2 separate regions of the Gasterosteus aculeatus genome follow, and region 1 is linked to region 2. The links are chromatin contacts, called in public Hi-C maps. All regions are on one chromosome and are shown on one strand. The core of a region is the stretch at or near the end of the contact, and the rest is flanking DNA. Distances in the headings are between cores, read along the strand shown. Region 1 holds the start of elp6 (elongator acetyltransferase complex subunit 6). Region 2 overlaps smarcc1a (SWI/SNF related BAF chromatin remodeling complex subunit C1a).

Evidence for each region. A called contact is a pair of places that touch in the nucleus more often than the background predicts.
Region 1: a Hi-C map of skeletal muscle shows a contact between it and region 2, with 4 times the contacts expected there. The contact joins the promoter of elp6 here to the enhancer-like site in region 2. A contact is called at or near these places in 2 of 6 Hi-C or Micro-C datasets (liver and skeletal muscle).

The regions. Positions count from the first base shown.
Region 1 is chr20:5,775,239-5,781,391 of fGasAcu3.hap1.1, reverse strand. It overlaps elp6 (elongator acetyltransferase complex subunit 6), which reads right to left and starts at 3,420. Exons shown (of 7, transcript XM_040165136.2): 1 at 2,904-3,420; 2 at 2,745-2,823; 3 at 2,543-2,613; 4 at 2,010-2,134; 5 at 1,600-1,816; 6 at 1,358-1,522; 7 at 173-820. The coding sequence starts at 2,957. The coding sequence ends at 695. scap (SREBF chaperone) reads right to left here and starts at 26. Exons shown (of 23, transcript XM_078094667.1): 1 at 1-26.
Region 2 is chr20:5,720,090-5,726,881 of fGasAcu3.hap1.1, reverse strand. smarcc1a (SWI/SNF related BAF chromatin remodeling complex subunit C1a) reads right to left here. Exons shown (of 28, transcript XM_078094645.1): 20 at 6,169-6,427; 21 at 5,823-5,984; 22 at 4,432-4,487; 23 at 3,958-4,111; 24 at 2,995-3,167; 25 at 2,581-2,715; 26 at 1,711-2,014; 27 at 1,453-1,578; 28 at 1-960. The coding sequence ends at 869. Among protein-coding and RNA genes, the nearest start is that of LOC144389514, 12 kb to the right of the region's middle. Within about 2 kb of position 5,326, at least 1 of the 9 cell types and tissues checked has open chromatin away from gene starts, as enhancers often do.

The DNA.
Region 1 (6,153 bases), core at 2,171-4,670, 56 kb before region 2:
CTCGCCCGGCAGCGCGATGAGCGGGGAAACGGCGCCTCCTGGTGTGCACACCGTGTAATGACAACGTTTTACAGGACACCCACTCAGTGCTGAGAACAATCCTCTCATGTATTCATTGTTCATTCATGCATCATTGTGCAGCCAAATACCAGCACTCCCTTTGACCAATGTGTTTGTTTTGTTTCGTTTATTGGGGGGGTCTATTAAATATCCACTCGACATAGTCACAGATGCATTTAAAAACATACGCACAAAAAAAAAAAAAAAAAAATCAGTTTGCCGTAACCAAATATTAACAATGGCGTGAGTTGAAAGTTATAACTTCAGTAAACCAGCAACAAAAACCAAAACATAATTGTCATTTTGTTTTTGCTTCACTTATTCAAACAGCTCAATTTAAAATAAAATGTAAGAGACGTGGGCAGAGTTTCCGAGGTCTGGAAGCAGGCGATGAGCTGGCAGGATTACATCGTCCTCCAGACTCCAGACAGTCTGGGATCCAGGCTGAGCCCGCGAACAATGGCGGGCATCCAAAAGTAAAGCCTGACTACGGTTGGTGAATTCTCTTCGGATCACAGACTACTTTTGGCAGCTTAACAACCAGCTTGTGTTGTCTGGTGATATCGAAACATGATGGTCGGTTGTCACGTGTAAAAGAGACAAAAGGCCAAACGGGAACGCAGGAAAGGTGAAACTAGAGAACAGCGCTCGATGTCCCGGGAGCAAAGAAGGAGGCTCCTTTGTCGTGGACTTTGTACTGAAAGAGTTTCTTCTGTTTGTACTGTTCATCGCCTTGTCTCCTCCTCCAGCACACTTCTACCTGAAAACAAGAAACACCACTGGTTTACACACATCATTATTCTTGAATATGTTTGATTTGCATTCATCCCTTACAGTATTTACTGCATATAAACAGTACGTAACCTATAACAGACTATGTGAGTCACCATTTTCGGTCAGTTGTTGATACTATATAAGCACTGATTTAAACCAAATATGAATACTTTAAGGCAAAATCCAAAAAACGAATTCCATTATTTAATCTAGGTTATTCACGACACAGGAAATTATAAATTTGGTCATATTTGAATGAGTGGACACCAAAAATTAAAACTGAAACCATGAAATAATGAATTGATCACCAAATGAAGCGAAAATGACAAAAAAATCTAAATGTTTATCGTCTTCCATAAAAACTCTTGGTTGGACAAAAGTCATTAAGCTTTAAAAAAGGAGGAAAAAAAATCAACTGAGGGAATGAGTCTTTCATGGCGGCACCGTCCTCGGCTGTGCGCAGCATCCTTGGACCATGGTCTGAAGTGTGAGAACATGCATGCTCGACCCGAATCCCACTCACCTGGCCGTGTATGTCCCTGCAGAAGCCGGTGGGGAGACCCTGTACCTGAAGAGTGAGGCTGCACTGGTGGGTCAGGCCCCTCAGAAGCCTCTCTGAGCCTTCATCGTCTCCGTCCTCCTCCTCCTCCCTCCGCCCATCAGAGCGCGCCAGCATCACCACGTTGCCCTGCCGCCGAGATCAAAGTTACGTTCAGAAAACAGATAACCACGACTGATGGCGGCACAATGACAGTAAAAGCTGACCTGTAGCTGGGAGCAGACGGTGGCTCTGCAGTAGTGGCTGAAGTCCAGCGCGGCGCCGGTGCTCACCCCCAGACTCAGCAGCACACTGAGGTCGTCCACCAGCAACACCGGGGGCCCCCACTCCTCCCCACCGTCCGCCTCGCGTCCCCCAACGCCAGAACTGGTCGCACCGGACCGGACAAACTCGTAGAGACTCTTCAGGCCGACGGCAGGATCCCTGGAGAGGAGGAGGATGAAGATACCGAGGGAGACGGGAGGTCAAACTGGCACATTTGGTCTGGAAAATTGTTGGGATTGGTGACCAATACACTCAAATAATTACAATATTTACAAATAAACAGTGATAAACAGTGATGCTATAATAAAATATGAGTCTGTACAGGTAAGAAAATGTGGCTGTTTGTGTGTACCTGAGGAAGTCCATGGCACGAGTTCCAGTCTCGGTGTCTTGAGGAATTAATACAGAGAGAGACTCCTTCAGTCCCTCCAAGAAAACCAGTTGACCCTTTTCCTTGGCCTGTGTTAGACTTACACCCTGAGACAAACACAATTCCGACAGGGATCAACACAAATAGAACGCCATCACAGCACCAGGCTTAAGGCTCGATAAACCCAGTGAAACCCGCTGCATTTAACAAATTAAACAGAACACGTGGTCATATATACAGATACAATCGGATTCAATCTCTGCCGTAACCTTACAAGTAAAAGAGAAAAGCGAAGTAGGCTCATCTGCATTGTTAATGTTAGTTGTAAGCCACTCGAGTTAACTACTGGAAATCAAACTGCGAGAGACCAATAATGACGGTGAAATGGGTGTGATTTTAAAGAGGAAGAGACAGATATTATGTTGTTCAGATGAATAAATAAGTGTGAATGTAAACGATGACACTGTACTCATCACTCAGGGTGAGCATCAAATGAAGAAGCACACAGGACTCACCAGTCTCTGACCGATGGCGCTGTAATGGTTGAAGGATTGAACCAGACCCAGAAAACACACTTTGCAGCGTGCTAGGATACAAAATAAAAAAAGAAGAGATACAGGGAGACAAGGATACAGGGAGAATGAGACATCAGCTGTAGCAGACACGAGTCTCTCTCGTTACTGTAATACTTAAGTTAACATTGACCGGTGAACTCACCTCGTAGGTACAGAGACAGAAAGTGGTGAATGAGGAAGGAGGCATCACTCTGTCTGTCCGAGAGCAAGATAAATTCCCCCTGTAGAATAACGTCACCGTTATAGACTTTGTGTAGCTGCTTTGTACGCATGTGAAACAGCGTGTACATTTAGTCCTCACCTGTGTGAAGCTGTCGGGAGTTGTGTTCAAGATACTGTTGAGCTCTGTAAACATGGCTAACTTTAACCTCAGGAGCTAGCCTGACTGTAAATACTACGTTAACTAAACAGATTGTCAAGAGAGCTAAAAATAGCGTTAGGAAAAAGGACTTGTCAGCGGCGATTAATGTCAAAATGTGCGCTGTAAGACATAATACACAAGTCAAAAAGCGACGTTCATGTATCTGCTTTGCCGGTTAATTTCACTGCTTTCCTCTGAATTAGCTGCTGTGCTAACTGCAAGTAGCATGCTAGTGAGCAAAGACAAGGAGAAGCCAGACAGGAGGTCTCACTATGCACGTGCTGGAGCCAGTAGCGTCTTGTTGTAAAATAAATAATAACGTAACAACATTATTTTGTGCAAGTTTTGTTGATTAAGGGAAGCATAACAAAAAAGGGAGAAGAATTCAAAGTTTGTTTTTCAGAAACAAAACAGCCAGAGCGATGTGACAGAATGGTTTCCATGGTGACAGCTGTGTGCAGCTGTCTTAATAGAAGATCTTTGCCTGCACATGGTAACTTCTTCGATGTGTTTCCGTCTTTATTAAATACAGACAACGCCTCCTACCGGTAGTACCCATTACAGGGTGACAACGGAATGAACATCTTTTGATTTTAATTGAACCATTTATTTGGCTTTATATGAAGTCAGCAATGAAGGAAATATTTTCATTTCTATTGTGCCACATTTGGTCTTGAATAAACCTTTAATGCCTACCTCAAAAATCAATGTAGTTTTTGTACTAATTAACATTCTTACCTAAAATCTGCGTGCCAGCATCCACAACATCCTCTTTTGTGCACTTCCTCTAAAACCTCGAGGAATTCTTCTGAGATATTTTGTACCAGGAAACCAAATGTCAACCTCTTGCACACCATCACTTTCCTTTGGCTTTCATATTGATTCATTATCACGTTATTAAGTAGTAAGTCTTTCCCTGTGTTAGAGAACATGTTAAAAACAATAGACGGAAAAAAAAATTCCGTCTGACTTCGCAAAACCCTCCTTTATAACCAATAAATCCTATACAGTATCTTCCTATAAAAGAGGGAATATGGAATCATTGTACTTATAACACAGGAAAAAAGCAGCATTTAGAAATTGAACAAAGGAATAGTTACTAGTCTATATTTTTGAACCATCGGCCTGTGGATTTTTGTTTCTTGTTATTTTCTTCCACTGCACAAGCATCACTGATCGGGGTGCACATCACGGTACGTTTGTGTTGTGTTTCAAGCGTTTAATACAGAGCATTTTTATATTCAGCTCTATTAGAGATAATTTGAAAGTAAACAGGGACATTAGAGCAGCTATAATAGACATAATAACAATGTCTCAAATAACAGCGTGACATCTGCGTACTGCCACAATCAATGTATTTATTGAGTTGTATCGGTAGTTTCACTTACTAAAGCTCTCTGTACCGCTATATTTCAGTATCTAAAGCTGATGATCATTGATGATTGATTCCAACCAAAGTGTAGTACGGCTCGGCATTCAAGCAGAAAATCTTCATAAAATGTAAAGCCAGAACAGCTGTAAACAAACCTGTTTAAAAAAAAATAGAAGATAACATTAACAACTGGTTTTGTTTTGAATCAGCAGATGGCACTGTGTCACTTTTACTGAAAATGTCATACACCAAAAGCACAAATGCAATCAATTTACATTTTATTCTTTAAATACGTTCCATATTTTCCTTACTAAGCTTCCACAAACAAACTTTTAGAAATATCATCCCTGAGCTGCTGCACTGCAGTTCAGCTCAAAATCTGTTTGAGTAATTACACCTGCCTGGATCCTTCCCATCACTGTTGTTTCTGCGTTGCAGTCATATTGCCGAACCTTATTTGTTGGATCCAAAGATACTTCAATATGTAGTATATAGGACTCCACATTTTTTAAAATTAAATAACCCTCTTTTGACACGTCTTTAAAATGTCATTGTAGTGATGCTTTGATAGTTATGTATTTTGCCGCTTCAAGTAACCGATATAAACAGCAGTTAAAGCAATTAAAGCCGAGAGGGAACTTTTACCCATTTTACCCACAAAACAATTATTATCCAGAGCTGTGTTTGTGTCACGTGATGGGAAACAAGTACAACATCCAGTAAATGTCTGGCTCGGTTTTAGTCTTTACTTAGTGGTGTTTAAGCCGCTAAATGTTATTGCACCACTTTTCTCTCTACTATGTCCGTATGCCATTTGGTGCTCGGCACGAAGCATGAATATATATATATCTGTCTGGAATTCTATCAAGAATTTATTAAGGTTATCAGGTCTTTGTCTGTGACAGGGGGGATGAAAGCGCAGAGACTGAACCAGAAAAGTAAAGCGAGAGGCAAAATGCAGAGCTGAAGGTTGGTAAAGACAAATGACATGAGTCATGTGATACTTCAGGTGATGCAACCTTTTAAAATAAAACATAATATTTTGATGCAAAGCTATGAAATACTGGTCAGCGTAACTCCGCAGGTGACCATGTGTGCGCTGCACCCGGGGGTTTTGATCACTAAAAGTATAATTGTATAAATTTCAAGTTCTCTGAATAATAATCTATATGGTAACTCTTTTTGCAGGGATCGATAACGTATCACGTAATAAATATTGAGAGTATCAGAGTACTGATGTGTGAGGAGAGTAATGGAGAACAATCCAGTGGGCTGCCATCGACTAGTCGCTTGGCAAACCGCCTGCTTGCTCTATAAATGTCGGCGCAGACACACAAATGTACAAATTAAACAATCTGTCGTTGTGGTTTTACACTCCTGACTCCTGCTGTGCCTGAAATGTTCCCGAGCGAGACCCCGAGGCTCATTGTCACAATGCAGCAAGGAGAAATGCTCCTCATTCACAATTCATTCATTGGAAAAGGGCATTATTTCTTCATTTTTTCAGAACACCAAAGTCTGATACAGAATATGAACAAATATTTTCAAATAAAACCTTCAACGTTTTGAAAATGGCAACAACTTCTGAAGTTAAAGCATCGTAACAATTGAGCATTTTTTTCCTGAGGTCACCAGTGGCCATTCATGTGTTTTATTCTCATGTATACGTTTTTTGGAACATTTGACAGCTGCCACTTGGTCCATGTTCGTCCCATCCACAGTACCGTACTGTTCCAAGAAAGACACTTTGAACACCTCTGTGGTTTCAACCTGACAAACCACACATATCTCCCTGGGCAACACAACTTGTCCTCGAAA
Region 2 (6,792 bases), core at 4,077-6,576:
TGTGGTTGTTGCGTGGCAGAAGGAGGAACGTTTGTGCCTCTCATATAAAATCAGATCTTATTGAGTATTTTTACTTATTGTCAACAAATCCAGTCAAATAAACTAATTTAACCATTAACTGATGCCTCAGATTATTTAATACCCCAAAACATACTCAGGAAAATCCCAAACTGGGCCAGTTCACTAGTTTCACAAATTTGTGTTTCTTCTGACCGACGATTACATAAGACGCACAAAGTGAACCGTTATGAACACACACACACACACACAGAACTACAGTGTATCACAGAGGAGCGAGAGGTAGATACTCTACTAGACACGAGCCAGGACAAGCTGTGTGTGCATGTGTGTGCGTTTGTTAAAGCTCAGGTTGCTGAGCACGGACACACAAACACACACACGTCTGATCTCACTAGCTCCTCGTACTGTTTGGCTTGCAGAAAGAGGAGGTGTGTGTTTTTTTGTGTCAAAGACAGAGAGGAGAAGGGGAGGGGGTACAGTGTCATTTAAAAACAGCATTGGAAAGAGAAAGAAAGGTGAGAAAGACGACAGTTTATATTTGTTCTCTCTCCTTGTTGAGTTTCTGTACATGAAGTCCTTCTCTCCCGCCTCCATCCGGCCCAACAGAGCAGAAAACAGTGTTTATTACTGGACAACCCTTGCCGCTGTGCCCTGAGTGGAGGTCTTGTGTGTGTGTGTGTGTGTGTGTGTGTGTGTGTGAAATTGGGTTACCATTGCCACAGAACCCTGAGTGTGTGAATGTGTCTGATGAAGTTTACTGTAGTTTTGAGTATTGACAGAAACATGAGCCAGTGGCAAAGGCCATCAAAAAAGGGGGTCCAGAGATTGAGTTAGTTTTGGGTGTGTCTTAGTTGTCAGCCACTCGTCCACTTGCGGGCGCTGGAGGTCCCACAGGAAGTGGAGGTACCGCTTCAGCCTGTGCAGCCGGTGGGCCTGGGTCTGGAAAGAGAAGAGACGCGCTCAATGACGTTGAGGAGATTCCTAGATGGCTTTTTCCAACCTGGTTTTATATTTCGCTCTGATATGTACATTAGCTCCGAAGTTAGCGACAGCTCTGAGGTTCACTCTAGGTGGGCTGGAGTTTATTTTAGTGCTATTCATTTTAACTGCTTAACTGACAAAAAGGGTTAGTTATCAGAATCCCTCGTATGAACTAGTACCGTATGTTTAAGTTGAACACTTTGTTTTATACCTGAAGAAAAAAATAAAAAGCTCCAAATGGTCCAATGTAACAACGCAAAAAAGTGATGGAAAACCTTCATTAAATTCAATCTCAGAATATAAATTCCCCCAAATTTCAAGTGTAGGGTTACAGTAGGATTTCAGTCGATAGAAACTTCATGGATGATAAACACACGTTACCCTGATAACAAGCCCTTTAAACACGCTTACAACCAACATCACGTGAGGCAGAAAGAGACGTGTACTCACACATGCCGTTGGCAGCTCCAGGATGGCGGGGGGGCATCATGGGAGCCATACCTCCAGGAGGGGGGCCGCCAGAAGGCGGGCCGGACATCATGCGTCCTGGCATTGGCTGGCCCGGTCCCATTGGTCCTGTGCAACATGTAAAAATACGTTTTATATAACAAATATGTATATAACAAATAAGAGGGTTGCAGTTCTTCCTCTTATGCGGCTCAGCAAATTCAAAGTGTCAGAATGCCGCTCTGTGATTCTGTCCCTCACCTGTCTGTCCTGGGTGGTGGGGGCCCATAGGGTGGTGGCCCATGGGCGGGTAGCCGGGGTGCATGGCAGCACCGGGAGGTGGCCCACCGTGGTGGGGCGGGGGCCCTCCGGGGTGCATGCCTGACTGAGGAGGTCCGGATCCAGGTGCCTGCCCTTGCCCTTGAGCCTGGGCGGCTGCCGCGGCAGCAGCAGCAGCAGCAGCTTGCTGCTCCATCTGCTGCCGCGCCTTCATCTCGGCGTATTTGAGCTGCTCCATGTGGAAGGCCTGGCGCTCGGTGAGCAGCTGCTGCCGCTGGAGCTCCAACTGCAGGAAAGGAGACGAGGGGCCCGTTAGGACCGACGCCGAGAGCAGCATTTTGCTCCTGACCTGCGGAGCCTTAAGACTCGCTTTAAAGCGGCTTCTTCGCAGCTCTGTGTGGATCACTGCTTGTTCTTAGGGAGTAAGCAGCAGGTTGGTTTTCTCTTCCGCCCTTGGAAAGCTTCTGTAAACCTTTTCATGCACTATTTACAGCTGTGAAACTGGGCTGCGCTCCCGATGCCTCCACCGTGGAAAACACTTGTGTGTTTTACACTCTCACCGGCGTCTCCGGGGCTGTCCAGAGCCAGGACGCGCGCACACGCGCGCACACACACGCGCACACACGCGCACACACACTCCAAGCCTCATCATTCTGAACCATAGTTGTCATTCATACACCACCTTTTTTTTTTTCAAAAGGGTGCTGTGAGAGCTTCTCACCTCCATTATTAATGTCTCCAACTGAGAACCTTTACGGGGTGTGTAAAGAAAAGTGAAATATTCATGTTGGAACTAATGAAGCTGTCCACATGTAACCTCGACATTAAGAATCAAAAGCTTCTTTGACTTACGGCCTCTTTCTCTCGGTCCATGATGGTCTCCAGCTCCTCGAAGTGCCTCAGTTTGATCTCCAGCTTCTTCATCTGGGTCTCCACCAGCAGGGCCACCAGAGACTTGATCTTCCTCTCCTCCACGGCGGCCAAGTGCTGAGAGGATGAAGTGAGAGGAGATTAAATATCTGATCGATGTCCAATACCGTGCCGACTTTTAGCTCATTGAGTTCCGCTGGGAAGAATTTTATTGAATTCACTCCTGTCACAAGCATCCCCCTCTTTTTTCTTTACACATTTCCCACCTTTCCCCCCCAAGAGTATATTTACTATTCCACATGTGTTCCAGATGTGCAATACGCAAAAAAAGGAGAATGAGGTTTCCAGTCAAAAGGAACCTGAAAAAAAAGGTCGCTGTGATGCTTCGTGTCTCACCTTGGCCTTGGTGGCGGCCGAAGCCAAGGCGGCGGCGGCCGCCGTGGCGATGTTGCCCTCTCCGATGTCGTGCTCCAGTTTCTTCCTCTTTTCCTCACCCTCGTCCGCCATCTCTTCCTTCTCCTTCTCCTGCTCCGGGGACGACGTCTCCGTCTCCCCAGCCTTGTCTTTTTCTGACAGGGACGAAGACAGAAGTTTAACTCACTATGCAGCAAAAAGTCGGGCAGTCGGGCTCATCAACAGAACCCGGTCCCCCACTGACTGACATTCCACCGGTCACTCTCCTTCTTACGGCACATGTCACTTTAACTGTAATTTTTCATTCATCACCTTGTCGTCACTCGTCACCTTGTCACTTGTTCGATAGTGCACTTTATTTTTAATATTTAACTTTTTAAATATTTAAAATGTTTTACTTTACTCTTATTTTATACTAACCCATAGTCTTATTCTACTAACCGATTGCATTAGCATTTTATTTTATTTTATTACTTGCACTTACGTGCACTGCTGTCTTGTTGTCTATTTTATGTCTACTGTCACGCACCATCCGGCGAGACAAATTCCTTGTATGTTTGACATATTTTGGCAATAAATGTTTCCTGATTCCTGATATTAGAGCTGAACTGGTGAGAATCATTCAGTGGGTCCTTAGAAAAATAATCCACGGTGGGATGGAATCACTTTGATAACTTTTAACAGTTTATGTAATTCCCCAAATCAATTCCCTCGCGTTTACTGTTTTTGTGTCATGTCTTTGGGTGGTGGACTGTTTGCTTGATTTGATGCGGTCACATGGTTTTAATAAATTGATGCTTTGTTCTCTCCTTTGAGGAGATTCGGTTTGATGCCGGGTTTCGGTACACATCGCCGGTCTTGACGAGGAGCTAATCGCTGATGAAATATTAACTCAAAGTGTGTGCAACGCTTCCCAGTTATTCCACCATGAGGGTCACGGGTTACCTGCTGGAGACGTCTTCGGCTCGGCTCCATCCTCGTTCTCCTCCTCGCGCTCCGACGCCTCTGACCCCTCCTTCTTGACCTTATCCGCAGCCTCCGTCTTGTCGCTCTTCTCTGCGGACTCGCTGGGCTTCTCTGCCTCGTCCTTCAGCTCAGCCTGAAGGTCGAGGACAGACGCACAACGTTAAGTGGGCCGTGTCAGCGCCACGGGGGAAAAGACCCGTGTGTCAAGTCAGAGTCTAAGACGAAGACTAAGAGGACGTTAGATTTACTGCTGCGAGCTTGATGAGAGGAATAGAAATTACTTCCGGAAACCCGTTTGAGAAATTAATGTACTGACAATAACAAAAATACTAATTATTGCTGGCTTTATCCATTAATTAGCAGAGGTTTCTGTAACATCATTCACCAGAATGTCTAAAGCCACAGATTTATATAGGACTAAGATACATGAAAAAGTACAAATGTTTGCTATACCTTATCTGCCTGCTGGGAGTCGGTGTCCGTGTCCATCTTCTCTGGCTCTGGGGCTTCTGCAAAGCACAGTGGAGCATTAGCATCGTGTCAGACGGACACTAATCCAGATGCTTCGCATTGTTGCGTGCAGCCGACATCTTCATCACAGCGGTTTATTCCTCCGATGACTTGCTCATACCGGCAAGAACCAACAACACAGGAGAGAAACACATGCACATTCAGACTGAAAGGAACTACGAAGCAAATCCAACACATTAAACGCTCCTGATACAGCTGTAAGAGAATGAGGAGTCACAGATGTATCATCCGGTTGAAATCATTTAAAACAAGTAACTTGACTCTCTGAGGATAACGCCATCCAAAAACTAGAGGAGGGAAGAAATTCAGGACAGGAATTACAGGTCAAAGGCATCTGAAGGGTCACAGGATAGACTGAGCGCACACACACAAGGTTGAGTGTTAAACTGTGTCACGGATGCACTTGAGCGTGTGTTAAGGGTTTGAATATTGATTTTGTGTGTGTGTGTGTGTGTGTGTGTGTGTGTGTGTGTGTGTGTGTGCGCGCGCGAGCTTCAGGCCCGAATGAGGCACTGAACACATTCAAGCTTAATGATTGCAACTGTCAGCAGGACGGTATTAATCCAGGTGGGGGGGAGAGAGAGAGAGAGAGTCGAAGAAGAAAGTGAAATCAAGAAAGCATTGGGCAAAATAAAGAGAAAGATAAGCACACATTGGAGGGAGATGACCCAGTTTTCTCCTCCCCCTCCCCATCTGCCACCGATGTTTTAATCCACACACAAACACAGACACAAACACACACACACACTTCTGTGCTGGTCACCCCCTGCTGGTAAAAGCTGACATGTGCATTGTATTAAAATGTCATCTGCTAAACATGCATGCAAAGACCATCATTTATATTCAAAGATGGAGGACCGGCAAGGATGTTCACACGTACAACACCAGACACACATTTACAAATGCTACCATCTGCTGCCCTCCAGTGGCTACTAGAGGTGGGAAACGCCCAGATTCTAGGATGCCTCGCGATGACGAGGTGAATGATTTCTAACCCGCATGAAGGTAGAAGAGCTGTAGAAGGTAATGTGTTGGCCTTAAAGATTAAGAAACATTCTATTTCGACACTTTTATATGTTCTAATGTTTATGTACTAACGTTGTTTATATCTAAAATACTGTATATTGAGAATTGTTGACAGGTCTATCTCACGTCACAATACACTAAACCAACAAATCACCTGGAAATAAAATTCACTTAAGTTCGCAAGCAACACAATCATGTTTTCTTTACATAATCAACAGTCTAGTTTTACACGTGGTCACTTCTGGAGGGAGACGTCCGGCTTTCACCCTTTCTGAAGTTCTACTCACCAGTCTTTTCTGGTTCTTCGGGGGCGGTGCCAGCGATGCCGCTGCTCTCCAGGCCGAACGCGGGGTCCACCTTGCCTGTGCTCCGGGCCGCCTCCTGCACCTTCTTCACGTGAGCCTCCACCAGCTCAGCCGGCACCTCCTCACGCACACGAGAGAACTCCTCTGCAGACAGAGAGAAGACATTTGTATTAATGATTCAGATCTGAAGTGCAAGGTTTCATGGGTGCATAATCTGGTTTGCCATAGACCTAAGCACTTTGTATACATTTGTTTTGATTAATGCATTGATCACATATTCCAATTTCCCTCTGTCACTTCACTCCTTTAGTTTAGTTTCGGTTCTCACCTAAAGCTGCTCGAGCGGCAGCAGACGCCACTCTGGGGTCAACCACAGAGGCCAGGAAGGCCACTGTGCTCATGACGGGGTTTCCAGACTGGCTGAAGGGGATGGGCTGGTAGGCCAGAGGGCCCAGGGAGGCCTCGGTGCTTTCCATGTACGGGTCCTCAATGGGGAGGCGCAGGAAGTGCAAGATGCACTCGTCCTGGGTGCGTGAACCGATGTGCTCAGACACTTTGTTCCAGTCGTCTTTAAACATCTCCAGAGCCTGGAAGAGTCAAAGGGTGTGAATATACATTCAGCCATGATGTCTTGGAACTGTGCGCGAGATTTATAAAAAGAAGGTATGCAAAAATCATAGAAGCAACCGATTTAAGGGTCGTGAGGCTGAAGATGATGGGAGAGAAGAGTTACGCAATTCAGAAGGGAGATAAATCAAATGTAAAAGGTACCAAGAAAAAGAGTGAAATTGAGAAAGGAAATGATGGAATCAAAAAGCACAAAGAAATGCTGACAAAAGGAAGAAAGGGTTACGAGAGAATAAAAAGGAGCAATGATGTCGACCCGTAGATGATGGAGCTTAAAGATGGACAACAAATGCATAAACTATTTCCATCAGTCACACATGTTTAC